5 separate regions of the Mus musculus genome follow, and all the other regions are linked to region 2. A link is a contact called in public Hi-C and promoter capture Hi-C data. All regions are on one chromosome and are shown on one strand. Each heading gives the region's core, a stretch centred on a gene start, on an enhancer-like site or on the middle of the called end of the contact. The rest is flanking DNA. Distances are from core to core; before and after follow the strand shown.

Region 1 (4,475 bases), core at 196-2,695, 2.1 Mb after region 2:
AGGGGAACATGATCAGGTATTGGGGTAAGGGAGAATCAGGAGTGAAGCTCTGAGAGCCAGCAGAAAAGAATAGAAACCACCCCCCTCAGATGGGGGGACCCTCAGAGACCTGGGAAGTGAAAGACTCTCAGAACTCAAAGGGAGGGACCTTAAATGAAATGCCCAACAGTGGGGAAAGGGAACTTATAGAGTCCACCTCCAGTAGAAAAGCAGGACATCAAGTGGAGGGATGGGGTTGCCATCCCACAATCAAAAACTCTGACCCAGATCGTCCCTGTCTAAAAGAACTGCAGGGACAAAAATGGAGAACAGACTGAAGGAAAAGAGGTTCAGTGGCAGGCCCAAATTTGGATCCAGCTCAAGGGGAGGCTCCAAGGACTGACACTACCCTCAGAGAGGCCCAACAAGCAGCTGACTGAGACAGAAGCAGATAGTTACACCCAACCATTAGACTGAAGTCGGAGACCCCTGCGGTTGAATTAGGGGAAAGACTGGAAGAAGCTGAGGAGGAGGAGGGCAACCCCATAGCAAGACCAACAACAGTCTCAATTAACCTGAACCCCTGAGTTCTCTCAGACACAGAGCCACCAACCAGGCAGCATACATGAGCTAGTCCGAGGTCCCAACATATATACAGCAGAGGACTACCTGGTCTGGCCTCAGTGGGAGAAGAGGCACCTAACTTGAGAAACGAGGCCCCAGGGAGTACTGAGGCCTGGCGGGGGCATCCTCTTAGAGAAGGGGTAGGAGGAATGGGATGAGGAACTGTGGGAGGGGCGGACCGGGAATCTGGCAACGACTGGACTGTAAAAAAAATAAAAGTAACCAAAAACATTTTTAAGCAGCTATGCGGCTTCATGAAAGCAGTGGTTCCCGAATTAGTCTCAATCATAGTGTAACACACGAATGATTTGTGCCATATGTCTGTATCACCAACAGTTAAACATTTTTAAGTACAATAGAAGACTATATTAAGTCCCTGATTATACACACACGCGCAAATTTGCGCGAGAAAATTTCACGAGATTGAGTCCTTGCTGGTGACGATCTCCTTGCGGCAAGGAGACCTACAAGTGTGTCGATCTGTTCGACGAGACATTCGTCCTGCCAGTTTCTGTGAACTCGGTCACCAAGTTCGCGGTACCGGGAAGACTACAGTAAAAGTGGCGAGGGACGACCTCCGAGGAACAGGGAGTGCCGACGACTCCCGGACTTGCGAGGACTCACGGGCAGGCCCAAGACGGCTGGGGTGACTGTGACGGCTGCAGACGCAGCTGGGATTACAGGCTGCATGTCTTTTGCAGAAAAAGAACTCAGAAAGGATAACCTACAAAAGCTGCAATCTAGTCCGGGAGACCTCTAGCCTCTCCCCAGGAGCTGGGCTCGTCCCGCCTACCGGAGCAGTAGAGCACTGCATGCGTAGAGGGCCGCCGGTACAAGGGGGCGTGGGCAAGCTCGCAGTGCACACCGGGAAACTCGGTCCTCCGACCCCATCTTGCTTTGCTGTCTGCAGCGGTGACCGTGGGAAAGGGCAACTGCTAGAGCCATGAAGCTCCTCAGCAGGGCCGGGTCCTTCTCGGTGAGCATGGGACGTGCGTGGGGCAGGGCTGGGGACGCTTGTCGGCCACTCAGGAGCTGGGTGCGGAGTGTGCGGCCTTGGCCTCAGGCCTGGGTCTGCCCTTCAGGTAAACCCCGCGGAGAAGGGGGCTGCCAGCGAGCCGAGGCCTGGGAGGCTCGGCGGGTCCTGTGAGCAGCCGAGAGCTAACGCGGGGAAAGCGGAAGAGGAGGGTGGCCTGGAGAGTGGCGGAGAAGCGGCTCTCGGGAGATTCCTGAAGGTCACTCGAGAAGCAGGTAGGGTGTAGGCCAACGCCACCCGGGCCGCCTGCTTCCCCTACCTACGACCTCTGCCCCTGGGTTGATCCCGAGGCGTCGGTTTCCCCAATGCGTGCGAGTTTATTAAATTCACAAACGCGGTGCGCTGCTTATCTCAGTGCCGGCACCTTCGTTCCTGTCAGTACTCAGTCCCCGCATTCCTTAAGATGCTCGTTTTCTCGGGGTCCCATTTAAAGGCTTCCTCCAGGAGGGGCTCTTGATCTTTCTTCAAGACTAGCCCTAAAATATGTAGTTGTCACTTGCGGTGAGGAGAGGAGTACCTCATGTGTGTCAGCACGTTATCACGCTGGAATCGTGGTTTTCAAGAGATGAGAATGGGAGCATTTAAACTTCAACAAGGGCTAATTTGCCCCTACTAGCCGGTCACATGCGGAGCTTTTTATTCGTAACCACCTGTTGAGAGAGTGCTTCTAGCATCTAGAGGTCAGCGGTGCAGCTAGACATCCAACCATACAACAGCAGCCCCTACAGCACAGTTACAACGCGGAAATGCCAGGAGTGTCTGTGTTGAGAGACGACTAGACAGTGATACACCAGGCCTGGGCATAGTGTTTCCTTGTGCTTTATACTTACATATATGTGTTGTACAAATTTAGGCTGCAGTTGTATTCCTTGTGCCTAGACAGACCAATTGCTAGCAGTCCTTAGAGAGCAGGACTTTCCATGTGTTATTAAAACAAAGTAGAAATTGTATCTAAGTCTTTCCTGAAAGGAACCCAAAAGAAGCAGGAGATTTTAAACTTCACTACCCAAAAGCACAGAAGTGGAAGTGTGGATTATTCATATGTGGACTGTTACACTTGGATGTTACAGGAATTACATCTTGGGCACAGCTAAAAATTCACAGCTAAAAATCACAAGTGGCTGCATATACCTTATCCAGCAAACTAAAATGAAAATGACACAGTTAATTATATTCATAATTTACAAGCAGGACTGAAGGGATAAAGTAGTAATTCCATGAACAGGTGAAAACCAGCAGCCAGATTAGCCCAGCACTGACTGAGTGTTCAGCATACAGCAGTCTGGGCAGTGCCGAGTAGGAGCATTATAGAACTTTACAGGTACACTTGACAACATGTTTAGTGGATCTTAGCATCATGAAAGTGTATTTGCTTGCATGTCCATTAGTAATCCTGTGAACCCTAGACATAATTGGAATATCTTAATAGCTTTATACCATTGTGTATAATGTGTGTGTGTGTGTATGTGTGTGTGTGTATATGTGTGTGTAAAGTCAGTGCATTTAGATCCATCATCCAAGTTATTACATATTATGCTGAGAATTTGTTGTTGATTTTAGGATTGTGTAGATATTTGTTCAATAAAGCTAAGACCCTTTCTTGGTTGAATATGCCTAGTACAGCACCTGAAAGGGTGAAACTGTAGTGCAGACATTAAGGGCACTGGGAAACGATCCTTAAAGTGACCAAGGAGATGAAGGTGATTTTAGTAAAAATAAATGAAAGACTGACAAATGGAGGAAACAGGAATGCTGAAATCTGTTATGAAGTGTTAACAATCCAACTGTCCAGAAACTTTGAAATCATCACTACTAGAAGGAACGCTTGACATTTTAATAAAATAATTAAAAGCAACAAAATAGGTATTTTTCCAAGCTCATAGAGAACTCATTATTCTGTATAAATCACAAATCAGCACAGGTTTAAGAATGCTTCAGGCCAGGCATGTGGTATAAACCTTAGTCCCAGAGGAATCCTGAGCTTAAGGTCATCCTGGGCTATGGTGCAAACTTTTTTTTCAAAAAGGGAGGGGAGAAAAGAAAAGAAAAGCTATCTACAGGGGAAAAAATGGCTTGGGTAGAGCGAATGACTAAGAAACTTATGAAGGAGTTACTTGTCAGAACGTCCCATGAGGGTAGAGAGTTACCTGAAACCACTGTGTTGAGTGGGAGTGCTGATGCCTTCCTTTTACATGTAATGGACTCTTCCTATGAGCACACATAACCTGACTTTGGGGGCTTTTGTTACTATTTTGTTTCTTTTGTTTTGTTTTGTTTTTTAGAGATTTTATTCCCTCAAAGTTGCCCCGAAGGTTAAAACTTCAGCAGCCCCTGGAGGAGTGCCTCTGCAGCCTCAGGATCTTGAGGTTAGTCCCACTGAGCAGCTCGATGGAACCCACATCCAATTTACTTAAACTCCTTGATTAAAGACAGGCATTGGTCACATCTCCATTCTATCTTAACTACAGTTTACCAAATTACCAAATGGTTTGGTGATTGCTTCTCTGGAAAACTATGCTCCTCTGTCAAGAATCGGCTTGTTCGTTAAAGCAGGCAGTAGATATGAGGACTCCAACAACTTGGGAACCTCACATTTACTACGTCTTGCATCTAGTTTGGTAAGTGTCTTTATTTCCGTAGTGTTTGGAAATGATGTGTGATCTTGGGCCTGTAGAGAAGATAAAATATAAGAGGCTGAGGAAATGATTTAGTAAAGTCTTGCTGTGCAAGCATTAGACCTGGAGAGGCTGAGGAAATGATTTAGTAATGTCTTGCTGTGCAAGCATTAGACCTGACTTCAGACACCAGCATCAGCCAGGTGGTCTCGGCCCAGGCCTTT
Region 2 (4,670 bases), core at 670-3,169:
GCAGGTGGGCCAAGTTTATATGGCTGGCTTTTGAGGTGTGATAAACAGGATTCTTTATAACTGAGAACACACTGGAATGTTCTCTCAAACACAACTTCTGCACTCAATGACTGGGAGAGGGTAGTGTTTGTCCTTTTACCTAAGAAATCAGTATAGGTATTAATCCCAGCATGAGTTGGCAGAGCTCTGTGAATTGAAGGATATCCTGGTGAACAAGCAAGGTCCAGGTCAGCCAGCGCTAGAGGCTGTCTCAAAACCAAATTAAAACCTATCCAGTAGCAAGGCTAGTTTTATTTTTTTAAGGAGACACACACTTAAGGTTTTTTTTTAATTATTATTATCATGAGGGTATATGAAACAAAGGAAACTAAGTTACTTCATAAATGAAAACAAGTGATTCTTATTGTTAACCTGTTCACTGGGTTAGCAAGGAACCTTAAAATTCACATCCCTGAGACCTGACTGCCTTGTTACACACTTTAAAATAAAGCTGAATCGCAGAGCTAGAAGCTCTCAAGAGTGCTGTTCCAGCCATGGTATCTGGGAGATTTTAAGTGGCAAATGAGAAGATTTTAAGTGGCTTATGGACACATAAATTACATACTAAGAGGCTCTTAAAAAGTCTCTTCTGATCCATTTATCACCAAGGAAAACATCTCTATAACTGGCATGTCTTGAAAAATATCCAAACACTTGCTAAGCACTCTTCTCTTCCAGAAAGAAAAACAACCTTGGACTCAAGCCTTGGAAGGCACACACAACAATATCTAATGAAGTTTCATAGCTGTTCTCATGGTATTGGTGGTGGTGGTGGTGGTGTGTGTGTGTGTGTGATTACTCATCCATTTGGGGGCAGACAATTCTGGCTTATTATTTACCAAAAGGATGTAGTTTCAATTAAATTACTTAATAAGTTGTAGTTAAACAAAAACACATCTCAAACCTCCAAACAATATTGCCTTCAGGCAAAATAGAAATCTAATGCTTGAAGATTTAGTTTCGAGAAAATGACCACGATTTTCTGGGGCAGCTCGGATGAATCAGACCTGAATCCAAACCTACCTCTCTCCATTCCAAATTCAAAGCTTACCATATTTTGCAATACAAACAGTCCCATGAGAGGCTTGATAAAAACAGAGACTCTACGGCTCAAAAGAAGGCTCAGCAGTTAAGAATGTGTACTGCACTTGCAAATGACTTGAGTTGGGCTCCCAGCACCCATATATAGGGATTCACAAACTGCCTGTTACTCTAGTTGCAGATTCAAACCCCAATTCTGGCCTCTCTAGAATTTAATTATTGTGCGCACGCACGCGCGCGCGCGCGCGCACACACACACACACACACACACACACACACACTTTTTAAAACTCTAAAACCTATCAATCCAGTGGATAATGAGGGGGACCCGAAAATCTGCATTTATAACAGATTGATGCTGTCGTCGGAAGGCTACTTTGCTTGAGAAAGTCCCGAGTGGAGACCGGAGGGACACTGCAGGACACTCAAGTTCCACACTTGCACTGACGTCACATCACAGGCTGGTAATCACTTGTTCCCCGGCAGGGCATCCTGCAGAAGTTCACCCGTTCCTATCAATCAACTAGACGTACTACAAACCCCACCCCCATGTCGCGCGCTTGTGACGTATAGACGTCCTCCCCGTGACATCCGTGACCTCCACTGCAAATAGTCACCGGCGAAGAGCCCCGCGCCGAACCACGACCCCGAACGGCCGGTACCTGAGAAGGGCCTCCGGACACCAGTGCGCAGGCGTCCCACGGAAGCAGCCGCTATGGCTCCGGCGGCGCTCATCGCTGCGGACAATGCAGCTATGGTCCAAACGCCCCGCCAATCGTGCTCTCGACTCAGGGTGATGACGCATAGATGCCGCGGACCGAGAGCCAGAGGAAACGCCCCTAGGCCCTGGATTACACCCGATTGGTTAGAAATGACCGATTCACGTACTCTATTGGGTCTTCCCCCTGTCGATCATTGTAACGTCGTGAAGGCGCCCGGTCGGCTCTTAGGGTTGATGCAGAGCTGCCCTGGAGAGGCATTTTAGGTTAGGGTTTCTCCCTGTCTTGGAAAGGCGACCCGCAGGTCACTGTTGTTTCCTCCACGTTATGGAGATTATTTTTCTCTATTAAGAGCCGATTTACACCTGAAAGTCAGCAATTACCTGGTAAAACATGCCAGTTTTCGGTGTAATTGTGGGTTTCCCAGTTTGTTTCCCGTTACTTTCCGTTCCTTCTCAATTTTTATATTGAGATTTGCTTCATTGTTCATCCTTTACTGGATTATTCATGGCCTAGTGCACATTAGTGATGAACATAGCTGTGTGTTGAGGGAAGGAAAATTTAGTAACATACATTAAACATTTTAAAGTGCATATCCATTAATATGACAGCTAGGATCTAGCCAATAGAAATAAATTTTCAAGTCAGATAAGTATATAAGGGGAAAAACCATACCTGCAAGGATAATCAGTGCCTATTATAGGACCACTAGAGACTGTGGCTTTAGGAAAACTAGAGTTTGCACCCTTGGCGGGAGGGGGGCGGGTATTTGATTCATAGCTACTGTAAAATAAATGAAACTACTAACCCATTCTATATAATTATAGTGTTCAATTAGTATACTACAGTAACTTAAAATTAAGACGAGCCCAAGTACTGGGCCTTAGCGGCAGTGAGGGTACTTAAATATTCCTGTGGAATACTCAACCTAAATCTGGCTCTCAAAGCCTTCAAATGTTCAGAACCTTTCCCGTGCATTCCACTTCTAGATCTGTCCTAAAGAGATAAAAGAATGTTGAGGTGTATGTCCTAGTTATTACTGGAAATTTTTGGAAGTGTTAAAAAATTGGAGCTAGAGAGAGCTCAGAAGTTGAGAACACTTCTTGCTCCTGTAGAGGACCTGGGTTTGATTCCCAGAAGCCACAGCAGGAAGCTAACAACGGCCTGTAACTCCAGTTCCAAGTGACCCAGCACTCTCCTCCGGACTCTCTGCACATGTGACACACAGACAAATACATGTTTTTTAAAAAGGTTACCATCAAGAGAATGCTAACAAACTATGACTCATGAGCACAGTTAGCAGCTCCCTGAAATGGATGTAATGACGAGTTCAGATCTGATTATGTCACTCAGGCTTGCCTTAAACTGGTGAAATGGCTGCTTTGGCCTCTGGAGCTTCCAGGGGTGTTAGAACAATGAACTTTGAAAGAACTTTGGATAAAATAGAACATTTAAGTGGAAAATATGAGACTACTACATTTTCTTTCTTCCCTCCATTTGTGCTTGCTTGCTTTCTTCTCCCTTCTCTCTCCTCTCTCTTTTTCTCTTTCTCTCTCTCTTTCCCTTCCTCCTCCCTCTTCCCCTTCCCCCACTCTGGTTATGAGACAAGAATTTCACCCTGTATCCAGATGACTTTCAACTTGCTGTGTCATCCAGGCTGGCCTTTGGTGCCTCTTTAAAAAAAACTTGTGTGCTTATGTGTAATTTTGATTTTTCTCTGTGGTTTTCAATGTTCTCATACTTTATAGTAAGCACTTTCATATTTTCAAAAGACAACGAAGAATATGTGATTCCATAATCAAATTCTGAAATATAAAAGCAAGTTTGTCTTAGTTTTGTATTTTAAGTGTAAGGGAACTGTCTCTGAAGGTGAAGGAATTTGTTCACAGTCACACAGCAAAGAGCATGTCCCATGTTTCAAGTACCTCTCATGCTCTGGACAGGTTTCTGGTAAAGCCTCACTCTACAGAGTAAAGATGTGTTCAGAAGTTCTCACACGGTCAGATCTTGTACCACCCAGGAAAAAATGAATTCTTCTGTTCGCAAATACTTAGAGCATAGTGGCTAGCTGCCATCAGATTTTTGGCTGTGAGGTCTGATTTGCCAACTTAACAGTTAATGCAAAGTAAAGACCTGTCTAACTGGATTCTCCTTCACTGAGATGAGAACATTTCGTGGCTGCGAGAACCTGCAGGTCTGCTCTGCCAGAAAGAAATAGAGAGGGAGAGAGAGAGAAAGAAGGAGAGAGAGAAACAGACAGATAGACAGACAGGCAGACAGACAGACAGAGGGGAGAGAGAATAGAAAAGAGAGGAAGGGGAAAGAGAAGGGAGAAAGAAAAACAGAACCGGAGCCTATAGTAGCAGACGGGAAGTGAAAATGTTTGCAAAGGCTTTTAAAGTTCAATTTCCCAGTGTTCCTATGGGGGAAGAATGACAATACCTACTTCAAGTACCCACCAGTGACTGCATAGTTACTGGAAATGTGTGTTACCACTGTGGAAGGCTAGATGGCCATTACAAAAGGGAGCTACTTGGAGAGAACATCAAGATGTTATTAAGGAGAAATTAAAAAATATGTATTCACAACACGCACCCAACACATATATAGCTACTTTCAATATTTATTATATATTTATAGAATATTAAAATAAATACAAACAGTGGCTTTCAATGGTAGCAAGATATAAAATGCTTAAGATATTGTCTTTGACGTTCAAAACACACAAACCTGCTTTTCTTTGGCTTCTTAATAGCCAAGAGGAGACAAGACTCATCTAACACATCCATCGATGTCAAAATGCTACTTCCTCTAACTGCAGTGACAAAGAGCAACTTTACTGAGTATTGCAGTTCTCTTCATCACTTAACC
Region 3 (4,418 bases), core at 1,400-3,899, 2.1 Mb before region 2:
ATACTATCGAATAAATATCAGAGCTTTTAGGCACTTTTCTCAATTACCTTACCACTTGCAAGAAAGCTTAGGATCTTATCACCTTTACCCATGTTGCCCTTGTTAATAGAAAGAACTCATTCTGTAAGCCTCATTTTGGGCATGATCTTTCTCATCAGACCTGCTCATTTCTTTAGCTCTCAACCCAGGAGATCACAGCCTTCTTTGGAACTATGAATCCACCACTGTCTTTATAACCAACTGGCTAACCTGTCTTCCTAGGTGGATTGAACAATTTCTACTTTGTTTTCTTTCTCTCTTTTCCTCCTCCCTCCAGTTTCTCAGGGTTGGTTTATAGCCCAACTCAGTTACAACTATCAAATGAAACCACCAAACTAAAGGGGATATGGCTCAGTGGTAGAGTCCTTGCTTAGGCCCTAGGTTTAATCCCTAGTACTGGGAGGGTAGGGTGTGTGTGTCCAGATTAAACAAATCATCAAATTCTGTAAATTTAGCACACTAAAATATCTTCAGTATTTGCCTGTCTTGGAAATATGATCAATTAGTAAAACAGATTAAGTTGTCTTATTAAATAAAGCAAGGTAAGTTACAACTTCATTCTGAAAGTACTGAGAATCAAACCTGTGGTTAGACAAGTTTCCTTAGCTATACCCCCAGCTCACAGAACTTTTGCTGTTTTGCTTTTTGTTTTTGGAGCTAGTCTTCTGTAGCTCAGGCTCATCTCTACAGGTATGTGGTTAAAGCATTTAAGAAAGTGCTTTGTACCTCTCCTGATCTGAAGGGTTGATGTGATGCTGTGAGGCAAACTCTGAGCTCTTAGAAACAGCCTGTCTTTAGGTAGAAATGCACTGAATGTGCCGAACTTATTACATTCCAAACAATATGCCAGATTTACTCTTGGGCACAGAAATGTACATAGCAACATAAAACTGAATGGAAAATTTGGAGCTCTAAATAGATGCAACAAAGAATTATACACTTACACAGCTAATTACAGAAAGTTGTTTCTAAAATCCTGAAAGCAAACAAGTCAACCTTTATGCTCTATAAAAATGAAAAAAGATTGAGACCACTAAAGTATAATGTTTGCAAGTTAGACTGCAAGCAACATGCACACCAATCATAACCCAGCTTTGCTTCCTTTATTATTATTATCATTTTTAGAGACAGTGTCTCACTAGGTAGACTAGGCGGACCTTAAATGTGACTCTCCTACCAGAGCTCTGCAGTGCAGACAAGCATTGCAATTATAGGGTGCACCACCATGCCCAAGACAACGGAGGTTTTTACAAGACAAACTGCTTTCAATATGAATTCCGCCAGCACCCATGGGAATCTGTGGAGGTGCTGTATTTATTATGTATCTATGTTAAAAATCACTTTGAAACTAAGTTTGAGTTAACAAATATCTCTCTCTCAGTTACAATGCTTTTCAGTATTCAAAACACTGAATGCCAAACTTGCAGGCAGTTTCAAAAACTTGAAAATTTCAACCAAGGCACTTCAGCGTGGTCTGTAACCTTGAATAACCAACTCCAATTACAGCAGAGCTACTTAACAGTTTCTCGTGGAGAAAGAACCATCAGGGAGGCAAGAGTACAAAGTCTTCCCTGGAACCAGTGTTCCAGGACCTCTGCGCAGCCTCTCTTCCCGAACACTACTTCACCAACCCCCTAAGAATAGCCTTTTATTTTCTGTCCTTGGCTTGAGATGTACCACATTCAGTGATCTCCCCCCCCCCCCGCCCCCCGCCCCGAAGGCAGTATTCTTCCTGACACCTACCTGGAAAGATTTAGGGATACTTTTTAAGAAGTAATCTTGTTCAAACAGGGATGCTTCCTTCGTGTCACTGAATTCAAACACCCACTGGCTAAAATAAAAATATACTAATTAGGACTTCACCTTCTATCAGGACAACACGGTGAAAGAACTACCGTATACACTCCCCTCCTCTTCAATTATTCCTTGTTCCTCAGTCACGCAGGAAGAGTTAAATATTCTTACTTTAATGCCCTAGCAGAAAGATGATGCACTAAATATACACAAATATCATTGCGTTCCCAAAGCAAGCAGTTTCTGGATTTTTGTTTTAAGGTAACGAGGTGAAGGGTCTCAGAAGAAAAAGAACCACCCGAGGCTCTAAAAACCGAGCTGGGAGAGGAGAAGGAAGAGGCCATAGCAGAAGTTCAACAGCCACTCTCCAGAACAGTCGGGACAGGAGCCTGGGACCGCCACCGCGGCTCCCTCGCTGTCCCGGGGGACCGTGGGGTGGCTTCCCCTCCCCCGCCCCCCGAGGGACAGCAGCGTCCGGCGGCCCGCGACAAAGGGGCCTGGCGCGGGGCGCTGGCGACCGTCGGGTGGGGGACGGGGCCCCGAGGAAGGAGTCAGAGAGGATGGAGTGACCAAGGGGCACGGCGGCCGGGTCCCTCCCCTCTGAGTCCCTCGGCGGCTGCGCAGAGCCAGGTCCCGCTCCGCACGCACCGGCAGCCCCTCACCTCACGCTGCGGGAGTCTTGGTCTTCACCGCAACCCGAGCCTTCGCGCCCTCCAAGGTCCGAGCCATGTTTTTCTCCCGCCTCAGCTGGCTCAGCCGGCCGCTGAGGAGAGCTTCGACTGACTCCGCGGCCAGCCGAGCTCTGCACGTCACTTCCGATGGTGCAAGCACCGCCCCCGTACTTGAGCGCCTTGCGATTGGCCGACGCGGATGGCCTACCTGAGATGGCGGGCGGGGCGCAGGCGGAGCCTGAAAGGCAGCAGCGGGGAGGTTGCGGGATGGAGTGTGGTTGCCCCGGGGAATGGGTGTCTTAGGCGCGGCCGGCCGGGGGCCTCTCGGGGAGGCTACCCCGGGACTCCTCCTGGCCGGCCTCGAGCTCCGAAGCGCCCTTTGTTCCCGGGCCCTGTCCCAGCACCGCGCGCCTCTGATCTCTGGCTTGCGGTTGCCTGGTTTGAGGTTTTGGCCCCAGGCCGCCCAGAGATTAGCTTGGTTTGGAAGACAGAAAAGAACAGTCAAGACGAAATCTTTCATTCCCTCCAGCGGTCGGCGAGCTCTCGCGGACGTTCAGGTGCTTCGAAGTTTGCATTAGCTCGTCGTGTGGGCCCTGGAAAGGGCTGGATGCGTGCGTGCGGCGTTCTCGCCTTGGTGTTTGCTGACAGCCCCGCCGCGGCCAGGTGGGCAAGGTTAGCCCGGTAATAACAGCGCTCGGCCAGACATCACACCCAGGCCCCATAGTAATCATACCTTTCTCGTGAGCGCGGACTGCAATTGGGCTTGTAAAGAGTTTAGCGCTCTGTTGTCTGATTCAAAACTGTGAAGCAGATGGGAGAATTATTCCCGTTTTACAGATTGCAAAAGACGACTGTCGGTAACTGTCGGAGGAGAGGAATGGCAACGTAAACTGGCAGAGTCTGCTTGGGTTTTGGGATTTCGAAGTGTATTCCCAGCATTTCCCCCTTTCCTTTAGTAAGGGAGGAGAGACCTCTGATCCTTTTGGTTTAAATAAACACGCTTGCACTTCTAGAGGCTGGATGAAGTTCTGCTTTAAGGGGAAGCGGGAGAAGGGGGCAGGGAAGGAGGGCAGGGAAGGGAATATGAGAATGTGGCATCTTCCTGTAGTCCAAGCTGAAGCTAAGACAGGAGATTACTCTAAAGCTCAGCAGTTCAGGACCTGTCTCCAAAAACAAACAAACAAACCTAGCTCAGTGGTAGTGCACCTAAGTAGGTTTAGTCTCCAGCACTAGCTGAAAGCAAAAGGAAAGGCTATTCTAGGGAGAAGTCTAGGAGCAACTTCTGGCTGTACCACCCTCCCTCCCAGCCCCTAGCTGTCTACTAGCCCCACCTCCACGCAAGCTTACACACCCCAGAAGAATGTCCCTTAGGAATCTGCTCAGCTCTACAGCATTGTTCTGCTTTATCTTCTCATCAAAGGAGGAATTTATACACTTGGCAGCTCTTCCTCAAGATTTAAAAGGGTGAGGAAAAGGAATTCTCTCAGGACTGGCTTCCTACCTTCTGCTGGAAAACAGAGTGTGCCTTTAGGAAAGAAAAGAAAACACTGAGTCTTATGGGAAGATAACTTGGTGTTCTCTCTCTCTCTCTCTCTCTCTCTCTCTCTCTCTCTCTCTCTCTCTCTCTCTCATCTCTCTGATCGAGAAAGGGAACTATCTTCTTTTGGTCCCTGGTAGCTTATGCCCTCCCTGGTTTGACTCAAACAAATCCTTGTTGAAATTCTGGCTTTCTCATTTATTGTGGCTTTTGTATGGCCCCACAGGTAGGAAGTGCAGTAGACTGAGAAGCTGAAGACTTAGGTAGCTTCCAATTGCAAATTGTTAGGTGTCAAGAAGCTGGGCTAGGAGCCCCCTCTCAGCCCCTCCTCTGCCTGGCAGTGGTGCCTGCCGATGGTTGTTAAACAATGTGAACAG
Region 4 (4,502 bases), core at 1,966-4,465, 2.2 Mb before region 2:
TGGGAGTTTGGCCAGGCAGTGGTGGCACACACCTTAAATCCCAGCACTTGGGAGACAGAGGCAGGCGGATTTCTGAGTTCAAGGCCAGCCTAGTCTACAGAGTTCCAGGATAGCCACAGTTGCAAAGAGAAACCCTGTTTCGAGAAAGGAAAAAAAAAAAAAAGGAGTTGGAGTTTGATCCATCCTGTTGACCAGACTACATGACTGTGATGCAGCCAAAGTAATTCACTCCTCAATTGGAATGTACGGACTTCAGCTTTCCTTAAGACACCCCTAGGAAGACAGAATCCACTCAGTCAACAATGCTATACTCATTAACACCTCACACATTTTAAACACTGAATACAAGAGAACTCAAACTTTCACAACTTCCTAGTGTCTTACAGTTCTCCTACATGTTGATAGTAACAACCCACCAACCTTTGTACCAGCTGGACTAGTAGTTTAAGTGGCCAGGGAAACCACCCACTAAACAGATGCCAAACACTCCCAAACACATGCAGCAGCCACGCAGAAAGAACCACAAAACACCAAGTTACTCAAAGTGATTTTATTGCTTGTGCACACAACAGCATTTATGCCACTAGAGCAGAGGCTGTGGATGACTCACTGGGGGGAAAAAAAGAGAGAGAAACTGGGATTAGTACCGGACTTCAGGACCCATCAACTCTCTTGGTGACTGGAGCTATCCCCAAACCGCTACAATACCCAATTGCATACAATGCATCAAACTAAGCCCTAAGTTTAAGCATGAGGATGGACAGGCTCATTCTCAGCCAGACGTCTAAGGCCAAATCTAAGTGGCCAAATGGTGGAAAGATCAACCTATCTGCCATAAACAGTCAATGTCTGTATGCTTATCATAGCGAACAAGTCATGAAACAAACAAAAGGGGGGGATTTCATTCATAGTTTAATCAGCATCTATCAACTATGACCCTCTTCTTACCTTTAGAAGGACCCCCCCCCCCCCCAAGCATCATAAACCAACCAGTTCTGGCTGTCCTGGAAGTAACTGTGTAGACTAGGCCAGCCTCAAATGCAGAGACCTGCTTGCCTCTAGGTAACATTTCTTCCTTCCTTTCTTTTTCTTTTGGTTTTTCGAGACAGGGTTTCTCTGTGTAGCCTTGGCTGTCCTGGAACTCACTTTGTAGACTAGGCTAGCCTTGAACTCAGAAATCTGCCTGCCTCTGCCTCCTGAGTGCTGGGATTGAAGGCGTGCGCCACCATGCCTGGCTTAGGTAACATTTCAAGAGAACACTGTCATGTGATTATATATCATCCATGCAAGCTTCCCCACTACTATGACAGAGATGAACTGACACTTAGCCAAAAAGGCAAAATGCCTACCACTATTCATTATTTACCATCTAGCTGATTTGCCAACCAAAAACCATATACTTACTATTTCCAATTAGGTGGGAGCACCCGCTTAGTCTTATAGTATCGAGCCAATCGGTGAATTCTGCTCTCTATCAGAATCAGGCGGAATTTAGCATCCTTATCCTAGAAATAAAAGAGATTTAAGAAAACCACCAACAAGTAAAGAAACTAAATAGCTTCTATGGTTAGGTTAAGTTCTTAGGGCAATTTTTTTAAGGAGGCAGGGTATCTTATTATTATACAGAATAAGTTGGTTGTCTTACAATGTGTTAGACCAGGCTGGTCTCAAACTCCAACAATTAAGGGCATGCATCACCAAATCCACAGAGGCAATTTAAACTCCTAGAATAAGGCCCATAGCCACAAACCTACACAAAAGCCCCAGCACCTGGGACCAACTGGATGTAATAGTTTAGGGGAGCTAAAAATCAAACCACCTATTTCTAGGAAACTATCATGTTGACTATTAGCCAGCACCCAGAACCACCTGAGAGGACTCAAGTGCGTTCTCCCCTCTGAAGATCCGCAGCGCAAGTGTCTCGACACAACACCTGGTTTGTTGTCCGCCTTACCTTTCTGTTCCTCTCAAGGTGCTTTCGGACAGCAACAGCTTTCTTAATCAAATGGTAGAGATCCTCGGGGAGGTCAGGGGCAAGGCCTTTGGACTTGAGGATTCTCAAGATTTTATTTCCAGTCACAAAACGGACCTGGGCCACCCCGTGTGAGTCCCTCAGGATTACACCTGAAAAGAGAAACACACTCAAGCACACACACATGCGATAAAACCCTAACAGCCAAACTCCAAATTTCCAGCTCACTCAGACATCCAAGGAAGGTCAACCCAACATGGAAAGTCCTTCTGGTGGAAACTGCGAATGTTGGAACACCATCATCACTGTGAGCTTGCCAGAATACATCTGACCAGAGGAAACAATGTGACTTCTACCTTTATATTTAGTATTAACTTAAAAGCAGCCCAACATTTATTTGTACCTATCTTTAAAACTGCATGTTATTGCTTTTAAACCTCAAATTACTTCAGATCAGCTGAGCCCATTTCACATGATTTTTTCTGCATATTTCTAGCGAACTTTTTATATCCTAAAGAGGATATTTTCCTCCGATGAGCAGTTATTCCCAGACTCAGAAGCCAAGCTACCAGAAACGAGTTATTTCCCATTTGTACAAAGTCAGAGCAGCTTAGAATCAATTCAGTTAGATGTGACTCAATCCCAGACAGCCCTTGCTCCGCTGTGGAAGCAGGAGGAACCTTTTTAACATACGGACTAGACACATTTGTTTCTCGAGAGCAGAAGGAAGAGATTACATCAACACTCACCTATCTGGGAGGGAGTCAGGCCTTTCTTGGCCAATTTGTAAATCTGTTCCTTCACGTCGTCAGACGTCAACTTCAGCCACTACAGATGGAAGAGAAATCGGCCTTAGGATGAGAGAGCACGGCGGCAACCTTCCACTTCGGGTCCCATCCTCCCGCGCACCGATCGCTTCCCACGCCGCCCTCCAACCCTCAGCCTCTACTCACCGTGGGGACGCTACGGCGGTAGGGCAGCGCCGACTGGGACAGGCCCTTCCTGAAAACAGAAGATAGGAAGTAAAGCGGCGGCCCGCGCCCCAAGCAGCCCCACTGTCCCTTCACCCGCAGCCCGCATCCTCCTCTCTCAGCCCCGCGCCCCAGCCCCGCAACCAAGGTCGGCGCCGCGGGCTCACCCGGGAGCGTGCATGCGACCCATGATGGCGGAGGTCTGGCAGCAAAGAGAGAACGAGGTAGGAAACGGCACAGGAAATCAAGCCGCACAGGAAGTGACGCCACTCACCGACGTTTGCTCTCGCGCGGGGGCGGGGCTACATAGTGTGGCCACCGGAGCCCGGGAGACTACGCGTCCCAGAAGGCATGGCGGCGAGGCGGTAAGTGTATGGCTGGGTTGCTACGCCTTGAACTCTTGTCTCTAGTCTTGCTCTTAGCCAGAGCAGCAAGTCTGTCTCTAACATCTCTTCGGAAGTCGCATCTGAGGGGACCTAGGGCGTGCTCGAGTCCTGGGCTGAAGGATTTGGATAAGCTGCGGGTTTCTCAGGGCTCCCTCTGCAGCCCCGAACTCGTGCGGTGTGGGATGATCGCAAAGCCTAGGTGCAGCCGGCGCTTCTCTCTAGATCGTTAATTCTAGGCTTCCGAGCCCCGCCCGGGTCTGTCCTCCTGTCTGCGCGCCTTTTCTACACAGGTCGGAGCGCAGAACCGCTCACCCCCGTCGGAGAAGAGTTGGGAACGAGGAAAGAAGCTTCGAGAAGATGAGGGGGAAAGGGACTACCCCGGGAGTTGGTCTTTTAAGGATGTCCTAGTCCGGTTCACCACAGAGCGTTCGAAGAATGGGTGAATATAACAATTTATTGTAAATGCAACAAAAAACAACAAAGACATGGACCCAAGAAACTCAGATCTACAAGACCCTGTTGACAAGTGAAGCGTGAGAGGTTTGAAACAGTACTGAAATACTGATCCAGTTTTCTTTTTTGTTGTGTTTGAGACCGGGTCCCTCAATGTAGTTTTGGTTGTTCAGGAACTCGCCTTGTAGACCAGGCTTGCTTCAAACACACGTTAAGTCTTTCTGCCTCTGTCTCTTAAAAAAATGCTGAAATGATGATGAAAGGTTTGAGCCATCATGCCCAGCTGCGTTCTTTTAACCCATTACTAGTTGAATTACGTTTTCCAAAACATTGGGAACTTGAACCAAATTTGTATTTATTTCCTGGCAAAGTTGTATTTGATTAATTAACCAGATTCACACTTTTAGCCCAGATATGTGATCCGAACATCAAGCTTGGCTTCAATTCGCAATCCCTAAGCAAGAATACTTCATTTCACTCTAACACATTTGTCCGAATACAAATTTAGGGTTCAATAGTCTTTCTCATTTCCACGAGTCACTCCAACACATCTCACCACAGAAACGTATCAAATACTTCATTGTTTCCACGGGTACCCCAATCCTATCCATCATCTCTCAGGCAGCTTAAGTGGTGTCCCATTATGTATACAATCCATTGTCTGCCTAGTGGTTAGTGGTCTCTTTGTAAATCCCTCTAAATTGTGTGTGTTAAAGATTG
Region 5 (4,885 bases), core at 1,288-3,787, 2.0 Mb before region 2:
TACATATGATGGGGTTCATGATATGTCTCCTTCTTTCTCCCTTCCTTCTTTCTCTCCCTCCCTCCCTCCCTCCCTCCCTCCCTCCCTCCCTCCCTCCCTCCCTCCCTCCCCCCTTTTAGTACTGAAGGCTGGACCAGGGCCTTGAGTACAGAAGGGATGCTGTCTACCACTGACTACATTCCTCGCCCTTGATGCTATTTTTATCATTTTTTCCTGTAAGAACTGTTCTTCTTTGCTTTTATTTAGTGCTGTTTGGTGGGAGAATTGGAGTCAGAATCTCACACTGTTCCCTGGACTGACCTCAAACTTAAAGTTGATTCTTCTGCTTCAGTCTCCCAAGTGCTTGGATTAAGAGCCACTACTCCAGGCTTTTATCCTCATGGCCTTCTGAAGTGCTGTGCTCCGCTGTCTTCTAATCCAGGAAATTGCTGTTTACTTATTGTTCAGCCTGTTTTTCTTGTCTTCCCCATGCCCTTCACCCCAGAAAGGTGTCGTCACCTCAGTCACCATACTCCTGTTCGCTGTCTTCTTCCTTTAATTACATCATTGGATGAATTCCACCTTCTCGTTTGCCAGGTTTTACTGATCTGCATCAGATTTCTATGAATCATACAGACAGATCAGCACCAGGGTTTCTAAGGTTTGCCCTTAGAAAATCTATGCCCAGTTTTTGTGCCCCATTCACATGGTATTTGTCCTTGTGATAGGTTAATAGGTAATGGAAATGTTCAAGGCAGTTCCTGGCTTTAATAAGTTAATAGTCTAGTATCTTGTTTTTGTTTCATAAGGCAGGTTCTTACAGAGCTCAGGCTGGCCTGGAATTCCCGATTCTTTTGTTTCCATCTACCATATGCTAATCCTGAAGGCGTGGGGACCACCGTGCCTAGTGAGTCTAGCAATTCCCACAGTGCTGGGGTGGAATATCAACTCAAATATTACAGGATTACTAACGATTCTTAGGATGTAGGTAATATCTCTCAAGTTGAAATTTAGTGTGCCTATAACATAATCTTTTATCCTCTTCAAGTGTCATTACATTCAACTTGTTCATTTTTTTTTAAACATATGTCTCTGCTCTCAATCCCTCAGTGGAAGCAGAGCCACAAAACAAAAAATGGACAACATTCTAAAACACAAAAGGAGCTTAGCTTTGGGATATTATTCAAAGTAAGTGGACGAGAGGTGTGGATAAGAGTTAAAATCTAGAGGCTGAGGTTTTGGTTTAGTCACCATCCCAAGAATGGCCGAGTTAGTACAATGTGACTGACTCTTTTTTATAGACTGTAAGTGTGTGTGTGTGTGTGTGTGTGTGTGTGTGTGTGTGTGTGTGGCTGTTACTGACCCCATTTTATACACAAGGAAATGGAAGCATAGTGCTCTGATACCTTCTTTAGGATGGGTTAGAAAAGTTGAGTGTTGCAAGAGAGAAGTCTGATCTCTAATGGTGCACACAGCCATTAACCCACGTTGTGTCTTGCTAACAGTGGTTTCCATTGCAGTCTACCCTCCCCTGGATCTGTGGGTTCTTCGTTTGTAGATTCAACCAACTAGAGATAGAGAGAATGAGACAGAGAGCGAGCGAGCGAGAGTGCTAAGTGCCAGCATTCGTGTGTCTCTCTCTGCTTCCTGATACCTTGTGCCAGCTGCCTCAAGCTTCTTCTACTGCTGTACTGAAGCACACCCTTAAACTGTGAGCAAAACAAACAAGCAAAACCCCAAAACCAAACCAAACCAAACCAAACCAAACCAAACCAAACCAAACCAAACCAAACCCCTCTTCCTTCTTTAACTGCTTTTCTTAGTATTTTTCGTTGCAGCAAGGAGACCAGCCAGTCAGTACACAACCTAGGACCTTTTTCTTTGGGTTGAAAAACAAAACAAAACAAAACAAAACAAAACAAAACACCCTAAAAATCAGTCAGGTGCGAGTAACTGGCACTCACGCTTCAAAACCAGCTCCAAGGCTCTAAAGCTTTTCTACCCTCCAAGCACGTACAAAATGCCCCACGGTTAAAATGTTGTTAATGTTAAATGTGTTGAAGATGTCTTGACTCCACGGGGCAGAGAGAAGAAAAATCTGTATCTGAGAGGTAAATGCTATTAAGTCACAGGGACTCAGGGACCACGATAAGGAGGGTGGGGGTACGTTAAATACCAGTCTGAGTCCCTGCAGGAAAGAGGCTCTCCAAGACTCACAAGAGGGCTACCACTTTTTTCTCCACCACTGTGGGCGCTGCAGGCTCATGCCAGAGACCAAGAACCTGGCAAACCCTAAGATTTTGTGGGGGATCCCCGGGCATCACTTCACCCTACTAAGCCATGCACTAAGAGCTAGTCTAAGACAGCAAGGGAAGGAAGAGGCGCGGCTTCCTCACGCTTCGGAGAGCGCCACGTCCCTCTTGGCTAGTTCTTCCAGAAGCGCCTTCGCGTAGGCGCGTCCCTGGACCAGTTCACCAATAGGAGTCCTCCGCGATCCGGAGCTGGACCAATTAGCGGCTGTGGGGGGAGGAGGCAGTCACCATGGCAACCAGGAGGCGGGCACGCATTAGGCTGTGGATCAGAGCAAGGCGGAGGGCCGTGGGCAGGGAAAACTGGTGTGCTCGCGGCGGGCATCAGTCGGCTTAGCCTCGCGCGCCGGGACCCTGCAGAGAAGGTCAGTGGCGCGGAGCAGGGTGTAGATCCCAGCCTCGAGGAGGCTGGACGGGTCACAGAAGAGAGGGCGCAGGTCTGTTCTTGCCCTGCCCATGGTTGTGGGCATGGAGGGCCGAGTTCTGGGCGGGCAAGGTTGGGGAGGGTCTCCCAGCTGAAGCCGGAGGCGTCGGGTCCACTCCACCACTCTTCTAGCTACAGAGCGCTTGAGCTTTTCTTCCGGGTGGGTAGCACGAGCAGGCAGAGTAGGTGCTGGACCCAGACTGGGGCGGGGTACGTGGGCGAGGGGCTCGCCCACTGGTGAGGTCTCTGGACCTATCGATTCCCGGCTGATGCTCCGCGCCCCCCCGCCCCCCTCCAGTTGTGGAGCAAAGCTAGGCCCAGGAACACAGCTCTTCCCCGGGGTATGTGAAACCAGCATCTGCCACTAAGGAGAAAGTTCCTGCCAGCTGTAGTATCGTTTGCCCCAAAGTGACAAATTAGGTGAAAGAGGATACATTTTGATTTAGGGGGAAGAGAAAGATGTTACTTTCTTGTTGCACCTGCTGAATGTTACCTCCGTGGGCTGGTGTGGTTATTGTGGTTGATACAGACAGCAGTCTTACCAGACAGTTATTTTGCAAAATCAGAAAGGGGTGGAGGGGAAGAGAATGAAAATGAACAGGAACCCTTGTTCTGATAATTTATACCTTTTACACGGGTTAATGTACCTTTTACACAATTGAATGCCGAGTGCTATCATCTAAGTTTCTTATTTAAGAAACTGTGGATAAATAATATACATTTTATCCCCCTCCCCAATCATCCTGATTTTGACAAAAGGCAGGAAAGTGGTGACTCACACAATATCAGCTGTTAGGGGAGCCTGAGGCAGGAGGATACGGGGCTTAAATGAAAATATTTGTTATAGTGAGTTACAGTTAATTTTGGGATTTCCCTACAGGAAAGCTTAAAATGTTGAGATGATTGTCCCAAAGAATTGTCAAGAGGTGATAGTATTCTACCAGGCATTTGGACCAGGGAGCCTTTGGCTATTTAAATTGCTTCTTAAGGTCTTCCCTGGCTGGTTTTGTTAAGAAACTGGACTTGAGTAATGCTCAGATTATTTTATCTTAGAAATTGTATCAGGAGTTTTCCCTCACATAAGCTGTGTTATGGTTCTATAAAACTCAAATTCAACAAATAATGGTCCATGTTCCAACACATGTTCCTTGGTTAACACAATTAACAGGGTTGCACATTAAAATAATGGAAATTTAGGATTACAAATGAAATCTCAGATAGTATCACTCTAGTTATTAGGTGAGCACAGGACTCTCCATCATTAGGTTTGTCTGATGTGGGTCAAAAATTCATTTCCAAGAGCCATCTAGATGACTCGGTGGATAAAGGCGCCCGCAGCCAAGCCTGATCTCCCTCTGAGTTTGGTCCCAGTGACCCATAGGGTAGAAGGGGGCACCAGCTTCTGCAAGGTGTCCTTTAAAACATCCATAAATACATTGTAACAATTCCTCTCTGCCTCCTTGTGGGTTTACAGATGCTGTTCTTAGGCTATTTTCATTTACCCACTGCTCTGTGGTGGAGCCCCTGTCGCATTTACTCTCCTCTGTTCCCTAAGGTACTTACTGTTCATTTCATACTGTGTGTGTGTGTGTGTGTGTGTGTGTGTGTGTGTGTGTGTATAGGCTAGAGGCCCATTTCAGATGTCTTCAATTACTTCCCACCTTATGTTTTGAGACCTGGAACTCACCTATTTGGCAGAGTATCTGGCCAAGGATCTCTATGGATCCTCTGTCTCCACCTTTCAGTTTAAGCCTTCTGAGTGCTGGCATTACAGATGTTGACATGACTTTTGCCAGGTTCGTTTGTGTTCACTAAATACAAAGTGAAATGTAATCATAAGAAGGCAATTGGGACACTTTTCAAATCAGTAGTTATTGATTATGGGCGTTAGTTCTGGTGTCTTTGTTTTAGGATATGTTGTGTGTGTCACTGCAGACAGCAGTACAATAATGTATGTTAAACTTGTGGCCTACTTCCTAAGGACACTTTTAGTGACTGGTGTCTGCAAAATATTTCTTGAGTATTTGGGAGTTGGAAGGGTCAAGTGCTGGTTTTTAAAACACATTGAAGGGCTGGCAAGATGCCTCTGAGGGAAAAGGTGCTTGCTGCTAAGCCTGATGTCCCACGTTCAATCCCGTAACCCATGTCAAGGTGGAAAAAGAACCAACTCCCC

What was found. Promoter capture Hi-C pulls out the DNA fragments that hold promoters and counts their contacts. Hi-C and Micro-C count contacts between places; a contact is called where the count stands out from the background. Capture Hi-C pulls out chosen DNA fragments and counts their contacts.
Region 1: a promoter capture Hi-C map of adipose tissue shows a contact between it and region 2, with 3 times the contacts expected there. The contact joins the promoter of Uqcrc2 here to the promoter of Coq7 in region 2. A contact is called at or near these places in 1 of 484 Hi-C or Micro-C datasets (CD4 T cells) and 2 of 9 other capture datasets (adipose tissue and liver).
Region 3: a promoter capture Hi-C map of pre-B cells shows a contact between it and region 2, with 7 times the contacts expected there. The contact joins the promoter of Pik3c2a here to the promoter of Coq7 in region 2. A contact is called at or near these places in 3 of 39 promoter capture datasets (cranial neural crest, hippocampal neurons and pre-B cells), 1 of 484 Hi-C or Micro-C datasets (CD4 T cells), 1 of 115 datasets of contacts at active chromatin or transcription factors (astrocytes) and 1 of 9 other capture datasets (adipose tissue).
Region 4: a Hi-C map of B cells shows a contact between it and region 2, with 5 read pairs. The contact joins the promoter of Rps13 here to the promoter of Coq7 in region 2. A contact is called at or near these places in 1 of 484 Hi-C or Micro-C datasets (B cells), 1 of 115 datasets of contacts at active chromatin or transcription factors (astrocytes) and 1 of 9 other capture datasets (liver).
Region 5: a contact with region 2 is called in a promoter capture Hi-C map of pre-B cells, with 9 times the contacts expected there. The contact joins the promoter of Nucb2 here to the promoter of Coq7 in region 2. A contact is called at or near these places in 2 of 39 promoter capture datasets (cranial neural crest and pre-B cells) and 2 of 115 datasets of contacts at active chromatin or transcription factors (astrocytes and large pre-B cells).

What each region holds. Positions count from the first base shown.
Region 1 is chr7:120,633,744-120,638,218 of GRCm38.p6, forward strand. It overlaps Uqcrc2 (ubiquinol cytochrome c reductase core protein 2), which reads left to right and starts at 1,446. Exons shown (of 14, transcript NM_025899.2): 1 at 1,446-1,579; 2 at 3,919-4,002; 3 at 4,105-4,254. The coding sequence starts at 1,547.
Region 2 is chr7:118,531,437-118,536,106 of GRCm38.p6, forward strand. Coq7 (demethyl-Q 7) reads right to left here and starts at 1,920. Exons shown (of 6, transcript NM_009940.3): 1 at 1,743-1,920. The coding sequence starts at 1,815. Tmc7 (transmembrane channel-like gene family 7) reads right to left here. Exons shown (of 16, transcript NM_172476.4): 16 at 4,408-4,670.
Region 3 is chr7:116,440,809-116,445,226 of GRCm38.p6, forward strand. Pik3c2a (phosphatidylinositol-4-phosphate 3-kinase catalytic subunit type 2 alpha) reads right to left here and starts at 2,650. Exons shown (of 33, transcript NM_011083.2): 1 at 2,496-2,650.
Region 4 is chr7:116,330,975-116,335,476 of GRCm38.p6, forward strand. Rps13 (ribosomal protein S13) reads right to left here and starts at 3,216. Exons shown (of 6, transcript NM_026533.3): 1 at 3,111-3,216; 2 at 2,926-2,974; 3 at 2,722-2,800; 4 at 1,955-2,124; 5 at 1,405-1,505; 6 at 533-609. The coding sequence starts at 3,133. The coding sequence ends at 576. Snord14a (small nucleolar RNA, C/D box 14A) reads right to left here and starts at 2,283; the gene lies at 2,197-2,283. Gm10589 (a long non-coding RNA gene) reads left to right here and starts at 3,195. Exons shown (of 2, transcript XR_869889.2): 1 at 3,195-3,308.
Region 5 is chr7:116,501,832-116,506,716 of GRCm38.p6, forward strand. It overlaps Nucb2 (nucleobindin 2), which reads left to right and starts at 2,538. Exons shown (of 14, transcript NM_001130479.2): 1 at 2,538-2,653.